Regions from separate parts of the Mus musculus genome. Here region 2 is linked to region 1. A link is a contact called in public Hi-C data. All regions are on one chromosome and are shown on one strand. Each heading gives the region's core, a stretch centred on a gene start, on an enhancer-like site or on the middle of the called end of the contact. The rest is flanking DNA. Distances are from core to core; before and after follow the strand shown. Region 1 has its middle 77 kb from the start of Neo1. Region 2 has its middle 12 kb from the start of Gm39345.

The links. Hi-C and Micro-C count contacts between places; a contact is called where the count stands out from the background.
Region 2: a Hi-C map of the N1E-115 cell line shows a contact between it and region 1, with 3 times the contacts expected there. The contact joins two enhancer-like sites. A contact is called at or near these places in 1 of 39 promoter capture datasets (maxillary cranial neural crest), 1 of 484 Hi-C or Micro-C datasets (the N1E-115 cell line), 1 of 115 datasets of contacts at active chromatin or transcription factors (differentiating embryonic stem cells) and 1 of 9 other capture datasets (embryonic stem cells).

What each region holds. Positions count from the first base shown.
Region 1 is chr9:59,111,724-59,115,835 of GRCm38.p6, reverse strand. No RefSeq gene overlaps it. Among named protein-coding and RNA genes, the nearest start is that of Neo1, 77 kb to the right of the region's middle. Within about 2 kb of position 1,820, at least 4 of the 459 cell types and tissues checked have an H3K27ac peak or open chromatin away from gene starts, as enhancers often do. A contact at or near this core is called in the N1E-115 cell line, where this site is marked.
Region 2 is chr9:59,270,295-59,274,092 of GRCm38.p6, reverse strand. No RefSeq gene overlaps it. Among named protein-coding and RNA genes, the nearest start is that of Gm39345, 12 kb to the right of the region's middle. Within about 2 kb of position 2,197, at least 73 of the 459 cell types and tissues checked have an H3K27ac peak or open chromatin away from gene starts, as enhancers often do. A contact at or near this core is called in the N1E-115 cell line, where this site is marked.

The DNA of each region.
Region 1 (4,112 bases), core at 571-3,070:
TGGGAACATAGTCCAGTTAGGAGAGTATTTACTTAGCAGGTCCAAAGCCCTGGGTTCTAGCCCCAGCCCTTCATAGCAGTCATGGCTGTCATTCCAGCACTCCAGATATAGATGCAGGAAGGTCAGAAGTTCAAGGTCATCTTTAGTTGGAGACTAGCCTTGGCCATATGAGATCCTGTCTCAAACAAACAAACAAACAAAAAAGGTAGGGTGAGGAAGGTAAGGAAAAAAGTGAAGACTAACCCCACTTTGAAATACAAATGTGAGCTTTACAAATGCAGCATCAGAGTTCCTTCTCAGTGTGTGTGTGTGTGTGTGTGTGTGTGTGTGTGTGTCTGTGTGTGTGAGTCCATAATCAATAATGCCTTTTTTATCTCTGATTATGTACTGTGTTAGTTTCCTTTAGCTACTAGAACAAATTACCACAAACTCAATGATTTAACACAGAGACTTATTCTTTCACCGCCTCAGAAGCCAGAACTCTGCAATTAGTTTCACTGGGCCAAAATGAAAGTGTCAGCAGGGCTTGTGCTGGAAACCCTAGAAGAGGATCCATCTCCCTCCTCCCCCCTTCCCGATGCCTGCACTTGTATTCTTTGCCTTTTCCAGCTTCTATTCCCCATATGCACTTCTTGGCTCGTGCAGCCTTTGCTCCATCCTCAAAGGCCAAAACATCTTCCAACCAACAATTCCCTAAAGCAGATCAATGCTGTGTGTGTGTGTGTGTGTGTGTGTGTGTGTGTGTGTGTGTGTGTGTGTGTGAGTGTGTGTGAGTGAAGTCTCCCTGTTCACATAGATTCACATGCATGTGTTTGGAGTCTGGAGGAAGGCTTCAGATATTGTTTCTCAAGCACCATCGACCGTCTTCTCTTTGAGACAGTATCTCTCATTGGCCTGAGACTGTCTAAGTAGCCTAGGCTGCTTGGACAGCCAGCCCTGGGAATCCCCAAGTCTCTGCCTCCCCAGTACTAGGATCACAGATCAGCAAGCACCATCCAGGACATGGACATTTTTGAGTGTGGAGTCAAACTCAGGACTTCATGCTTGCAAGGCAATAAACTTTTCTGACTTACCCATCTCCCCAGCCTACATTTCTTTTCTGTAGCTTGAAGCCTCCCTCCCTCTGTCTCCCTCTTAGAAGAACACATGATTGCATTAGAAATCTTCTTGTATGGTCCAGGATAATATGCCCATCTTGAGATCATTAGCCACATTTTCAGAACCCTTTGTGCCTCACAAAGTAACCACACCCAGGTAACACTACTGTGTAGGATTTAGATATCTTTTACTAAGAAAATTTTTAGTTAAATTTGGCCCTTGGCCTCCAAATTTTCACATGCATCTACATGCAAAATATAGTCACACCCTAGAAGTTTAAACCCATTACATTGTAAAATATCATCATCTAAATCAGGTGTGGAAAGATTCTGGGTATGATCCACTTACCTCCCTGTCCAAACACTTGAAAACTAGAAAACAAGCTGTCTTTCCTCTCCCCACCCCACCCCAGATTTAACACAGGAGCACAATGTAATGGTTAAAGCTGTCTCCATTCCAGGAGAGGGGATGTGGAGGAATAAGGGAGTCATGGCTTCCCAAGAAATTTCAAGATCTATTAAGATGGATTGCATTAGATTTCAGGCAGGGGGCAGTTCTTAGGGCCTCAAAGTTCTGTTTGCCTAAAGGTCTGCCCTCTGAGTGGGCCCCATCTTTCTGAGAGGCAATGGATGGCTGCTGCTAGTGATGCTGTAGTCCTGGTGCTGCCCCTGGCTTGCTGGAAGCAGATGGCTGCCCTTTATTTAATCTTTTCTTTGTCTCTCTCGGTCACAGTTGGCAGTATTTCTGCTGGACTAACATCCTGAAAACCCTTGTATATCAGAGATCTGAGCCATCAGATGAAAGGATCCTCAACGGATGCTTCTGGATAATCCTACTTCTCTGTTCGGCTTGTCTTGAGATGACTGAGTGTAGCCACGTGTCATGCCCTTAATCATTTCTGCACCAGCAAGAGGCTGCCCAACCACACCCTTGTCTTTCTTTCGATAGCACAGTATCCACATCCTGAATCTCTCCTCTTGATGCTGCCTTTATTTTATTTTATCTTATCTTTTGTAATTTCACTAGGCTGAGAATGTCTCAAACCATCAAGCCATGCTTCCGTTTCTTTCTTGCTTAGCAGATTTTCTCTTTGTGTTTCACATTATTCATAATCAGTAAAGAGGAAACCAGCTGCACCTTCTACACTTTGCTGAGAAATCTTAGCTAAATAGCCAGCTTCTCTATTCTCCTTATAACCAAGGGATTAAATTCAGATGTACTTTCCGCCACTATGCAACAGGATCTTCTTGCCTCTAGGCTTCAGTAACATATCCCCGCCCACCCCACCACCCCCAACTCACCTCCTGAGCCTTCCTTAACTGCATCTTTAACATTCATACTTCCAACAACATTCTGCATATGATATATATGTGTGTGGCAATATAAGCTTCCCACATTCTTCACCTCTTCCTGAGCCCTCGCTGGCTGACTTTAACACCCACGTTTCCATAAACAGTCTGTTCAAGGAAGCTTAGGCTTTTCTTCCCTTGTGCTCCTGAAGCCCACCAGCCTCTTCCCATGATCCAGTCCCAAGGTGGCACCCACGTTTTAGATGCTTGCTATGCTAGTTATCCCAGTCTCAGGCACCGGATTCTGCATCCGTTAGTGAGTCACTTGAGACAGAGAAGCATCAAGTATATGAAGAGCTGATGCTTGTAACTGGGAGGACTTGGCAGTCATTAGGAAGGGCAGGCTGGCATCCTCAAACATATGACTTGGTCGTTAATGTCACTTCTGCTTCTTCAAGGAAACCTCAGACCCACTCAGCTCACACATAAACAATAAAAACAAATTAGGTATAGAAGGAACTTCTCTCAGTGTAATAAAGTCACACATAAGAGAGAGACAAGGGAAGGGTGCCCACTCCCGACTATAGTTTAAAACAGTAGCATCTCTATGCACCAATAGTAAAGTAGTGGGAAAATAAATTGAGCCATCCCATTTATTAAAGCATTAATAAATAAAAATGTTTAGACCTAAACTTAACCAAGAAGGCAAAGGATTCACACATAAAATACTATAAAGCATAGTGAAAAAAGCAAAGATCACATAAGCAAAAAGATAGACTGCATTCACTCGAGGTGAAGGCTCTTCCACTCAGGTATATCACCATAACCCTAGAAAGTCTATGGTTGGGTAGTCCCTAGTCTAGGCTTATGGGTTGGATAAAGTAATGTTGTTAACCCAAACCATCGAAAGCATGCACATTCAAGGGAATCGCTATTGGAATTCCAGTGTCATCTTAAGAAAAGGAAGAAAGAAACCTTAAAATTCTTAAGTACATGCAAATGCAAACACCTGAAGAAATCTTAATCAAAAGGGACATTTATTCATCAATTCATTTATGTATTCACTTTATATCCTGATCGCAGCCCCTTCCCTCTTCTCCTTCCAGTCCCAGCCTCACAACCTCCTTCTGTCATTATTCCTTCCTCTTTGGGGAAGCCCCACTCCCCATGGGTACCAACCCATTCTGGCACATCAAGTTGAAGCATGACTGACTACATCCTCTCCTACTGAGGCCAGACAAGGCAGCCAAGCTAGAGGAAAAGGGTCCAAAGGCAGGCAACAGAGTCAGAGACAGCCCTTGCTTTAGTTGTTAGAGGGCCCACATGAAGACAAAACTGCACATCTGCTACAAATGTGTAGGTGGGTTTAGGTCCACACCATGGAAACTCTTTGGTTGGCAGTTTAGTCTCTGTGAGCCCCACGGGCCCAGGTTAGTTGATGAGATAGGTCTTCTTATGGTGTCCTTGCCCCCTCCAGCTTCCTTAGTCCTCTCTCCCCCTTTCACAAGACTCCTTGAGCTTGACCTATGGATCTCTGCTTCTGTTTCTATCAGCTGCTAGATGAAGCCTCTCAGGAGACAATTATGCTAGGCTCCTGTCTGCAAGAATAGCAGAGTATCAGTAACAGTGTCAGGGGTTGGCTCTTTCACATGAGATGGGTCTTAAGTTGGGCCAGTCACTGGTTGGCCATTTCCTTAGTCTCTGCCCCATCTTTATTCCTGTGCA
Region 2 (3,798 bases), core at 948-3,447, 160 kb before region 1:
GAGAGAGAGAGAGAGAGAGAGAGAGAATAAGGGTCTGGAGGGATGGCTCAGTAGTTAAGAGTGCTGGTCGCTCGAGGAGTGGTGGTACATGCCTTTAATCCCAGCACTTGGGAGGCAGAGGCAGGCAGATTTCTGAGTTCGAGGCCACCCTGGTCTACAGAGTGAGTTCTAGGACAGCCAGGGCTATACAGAGAAACCCTGTCTCGAAAGACCAACCAACCAAACAAACAAACAAAAAGAGTGCTGTTGTTCTTCCAAGGGACCTAGGTTCAATTCCCAGCACCCACATGGCAGCTCTTGTCTGTAACTCAAGTTTTAGGGGACCCAACAGATATACATAGAAGCAAAATACCAATTAACATAAAATAAAAATAAACTATACATTTAAATCCCAGATGGTGGGTTCACATGCTGTTAATCTTAACACTTGGAGGTAGAGGCAGGCAGATCTCTGAGTTCAAGGCCTGGTCTAGAGAGTGAGTTCCAGGACAGCCAGGACAGCCATGGCTACACAGAGAAACTTAGTCTTAGAGGTGGGGGGAACCAACAAAACAAAACAAAACAAAACAAAACAAAACAAAACAAAACAAAACAAAACAAAAAGACAGGATTGCCTAGTGGTTAAGAGCTAGTACTGCTCTTGCAGGGGACTCAAGTCTGATTTTCAGAACCCATATGGCTGCCTGTAACCCCAGTTCCAGATCAGATGCCCCCTTCTGGCCTCTGTAAGCATCTGCACTCTCATGCCCATACATCTTCCCATATACATAATCAAAAGTGATCTTTTCATAAAAGAATTTCATGTAAAGCTAGTAATCCTTGCTTTTCATGGCTGAAGGCAGCAAGCTTTGAGGAGCAGAGATCTGCAGGCAGAACACCCCATGAGGGGGCTGCACCGACGCAGGGGACTGGACTACCCTTCACACTTTAAAACACCTTGGGCTGGGGGTATAGCTCAGTCAGTGGAGTGGTTGCAAGCATGGATCTGAGTTTGATCCCATTGTAATCCCAGAGCTGAGAAGTTGGAGGCAGACTTCTCAGTGGGGTTTCCTGGGCTTCATTGGCCAATCAGCTCAGCTCAGGTAATGAGAGCCTGTATTTCAAAAATCAAGGACCACAGTGCCTGAGGAACAACGGCTAAGGTTTTCTTCTTGCCTCCAGAGGTACAAAACCAACACGTACCTGAACACACACATAACACACACCACACACACACACACACATCACACATTATTACACACCATAACCATACACATACATCACACATACACACCATACCACACCACACATACACACACACATCACACACCCCTACACATATACACACACCATAGCCATACACATACTTCACACATACACAACACAACACACACACACATACCACACACAAACAGCACACCACAATACCACGCACACACACACCCCACACACATATACACACACCATAACCATACACATACATCACACATATACACCATACCACACACACCACACACACATACCACACAAACAGCACACACACACACCACGCACACATGCACACTATACACACCATACACACACATCACACATACCATCCATACACCACACACACACACTCACAAACACACACATCTTTCTCAGAGCCCACAGGGATTCAGAGACTCAGATCTAAAATAAGGGCAGAGCATACCTCAGTCTGACTGAGATTTCTTGGCCTTGCACACACCCCACTTGTTCCTTGCTCCAGTTCTTTCCCTACATGCGTCCGGGGATCAAAGACAGGCCTGAGGACATTTAGTTTCCCTGTCTTCCCAGCGTGGCTCTTCCTTTGCTGTTTCTATTATCCTTCCATTTGATTTTTGGGGAGTATGGCTGGACCTGGTTTTGGAGCCTCTCTACAGTCAGACCTAAGAGCTCCAGTGACAGTCACAGGATTGAGTGTTGCAGCTTTAAGTTCTGGACACAGGGATAATTCCTGAGGAGGAGCCTGTAGCTTTGATTTTGGAATTCCCGGGGTCCTGAGAGATGGGCTGCTCTGCTCCTCCAAATGGCAAACTTGAGGTTAACAACCTTGAATGAAGGCCACTCCACTGCTCTGTTGTGAAACTAGGCCACCTGGTCTGTGACGTGTGCCCTCGCTCTCTCCAGATGGGAGTGGAACAAGGAGAGGCACTGCGTGCCACTGCCAAGCACAATTCACAGGCTAGACCGAGGTGGACCTCAGGCCTTCCACAGACTGCTGCTGCAAAGAAAACAGGCCACACCCCTGCAGCCTCTTTACCCTCACACCTGCTGCGAGGGAGTCCTGATAAGCAAGCTGCTGTGACCTTTGGGCTATTTATTAACCATGCTTGCTGCTTCATGGTGTGGGATCTTCCCCCTCCCTCAGAAACTGAAAGAGAGAAACAAACACATTGTCTGGTAGAACTGAAGGTTCTCTCTCTCTCTCTCGCTCTCTCTCTCTCCCTCTCTCTCTCTCTCTGTCTCTGTCTTTCTCTCTGTCTCTCTGTGTGTGTGTTCTCTCTGTCATGTTGTCTGCAATATTAATATCCTTAATAAATCTCATACCCTCAAGGACAATTCAACTCTCAAATCAAACCATCTCTCCTTTCTTTCTGGAAACCTAATGCTGAGTGTTGATTCCCACAGGCAGGCATCGTTTGGGTGCCTCTGAAGGGAAGGAAGCTCAGTAGGTCAGTCTCAGGGACGAATTGAAATTCAATGCCACATTAATTTAAGAAGAGGCCGGCAAGGACATTGTGGTTTAGCTCAATCCTACCAGGTGTGTGAATGGGGGAAGCTATGTGTTTACAGTCACCACTCCTGTCTGTGGAAGCTGACAAGATCAAAGAGAAGACCTTGACCCTGAGTGACCTTGCCTGGGAGATGTATTCAAACGTGATGGACTAGACAGGCTATTAATACTGGGCAGGGTTCTAGTCATCTTCTTGTCTCTTTTGGTTTATACAGCCTTCTGAGGTAAAGGATTTCTGAAATATGGTGAAATATTTATTAAATTTTGTAAATATTCTGGCCAAAGACTCCTAAAATCCTCAGATTCTCCAAACTGGAAGGGTTTTTTGTTTGTTTGTTTTTATTATTAGTTGGTTTTTGAATGCTAATGCATGGCTGGTAGCTTCAGGGTGGGGCCTGGTCACTGGAAACACTGAGATAGGATTAGAGGGATCGTTTCCTGGGCTGAGGAGAGGGGCTGAAGGCGGATGGTTGGTTCTCAGTGGTCAATGATGCAATTACTCGTGTCTTTGCAGTGGAGCCTCCCTTAAAACACCAAAGAAGCTTGTGAGCAGGAATATGTCTGGAGGATGGTCCTCCCAGTTAGGGTTGCTCCTCCCACCACCTCATCTATATCTGTTGTAATGTCCTTTACAATAACTGGTAAACTTAAAATCATATAAAATACAAGCTCCTGATAAATATACATGTGTAGGGAAGGAGGTGTATGTGCACATGTATGCATTTTGCATGGGATGGCCAGAGGACATTGGGCATGCTCTATCAATGTCTACCTTAGCCCCGGGAGATAGAGTCTCTTACTGAAACTGGAGCTAGGTTGGCAGACAGCAAACCTCAGCAATCCTCCTGTCTCAGCCCAATTGCAGGACCAAATTTTTTTTTTCTTTGGCATGGGAACTTGAACTCAGGTTCTCATGCTTCTGCAGATGGCCTACAGAACGGGGTGTGGGGGGGGGGAGAGCGAGAGTGAGAGCAAGAGAGAGAGAGAGAGAGAGAGAGAGAGAGAGAGACTTTATCTCAGTCTCTGTGTGTACTCACTAAGGACTGCCAATGAAGTAGGTG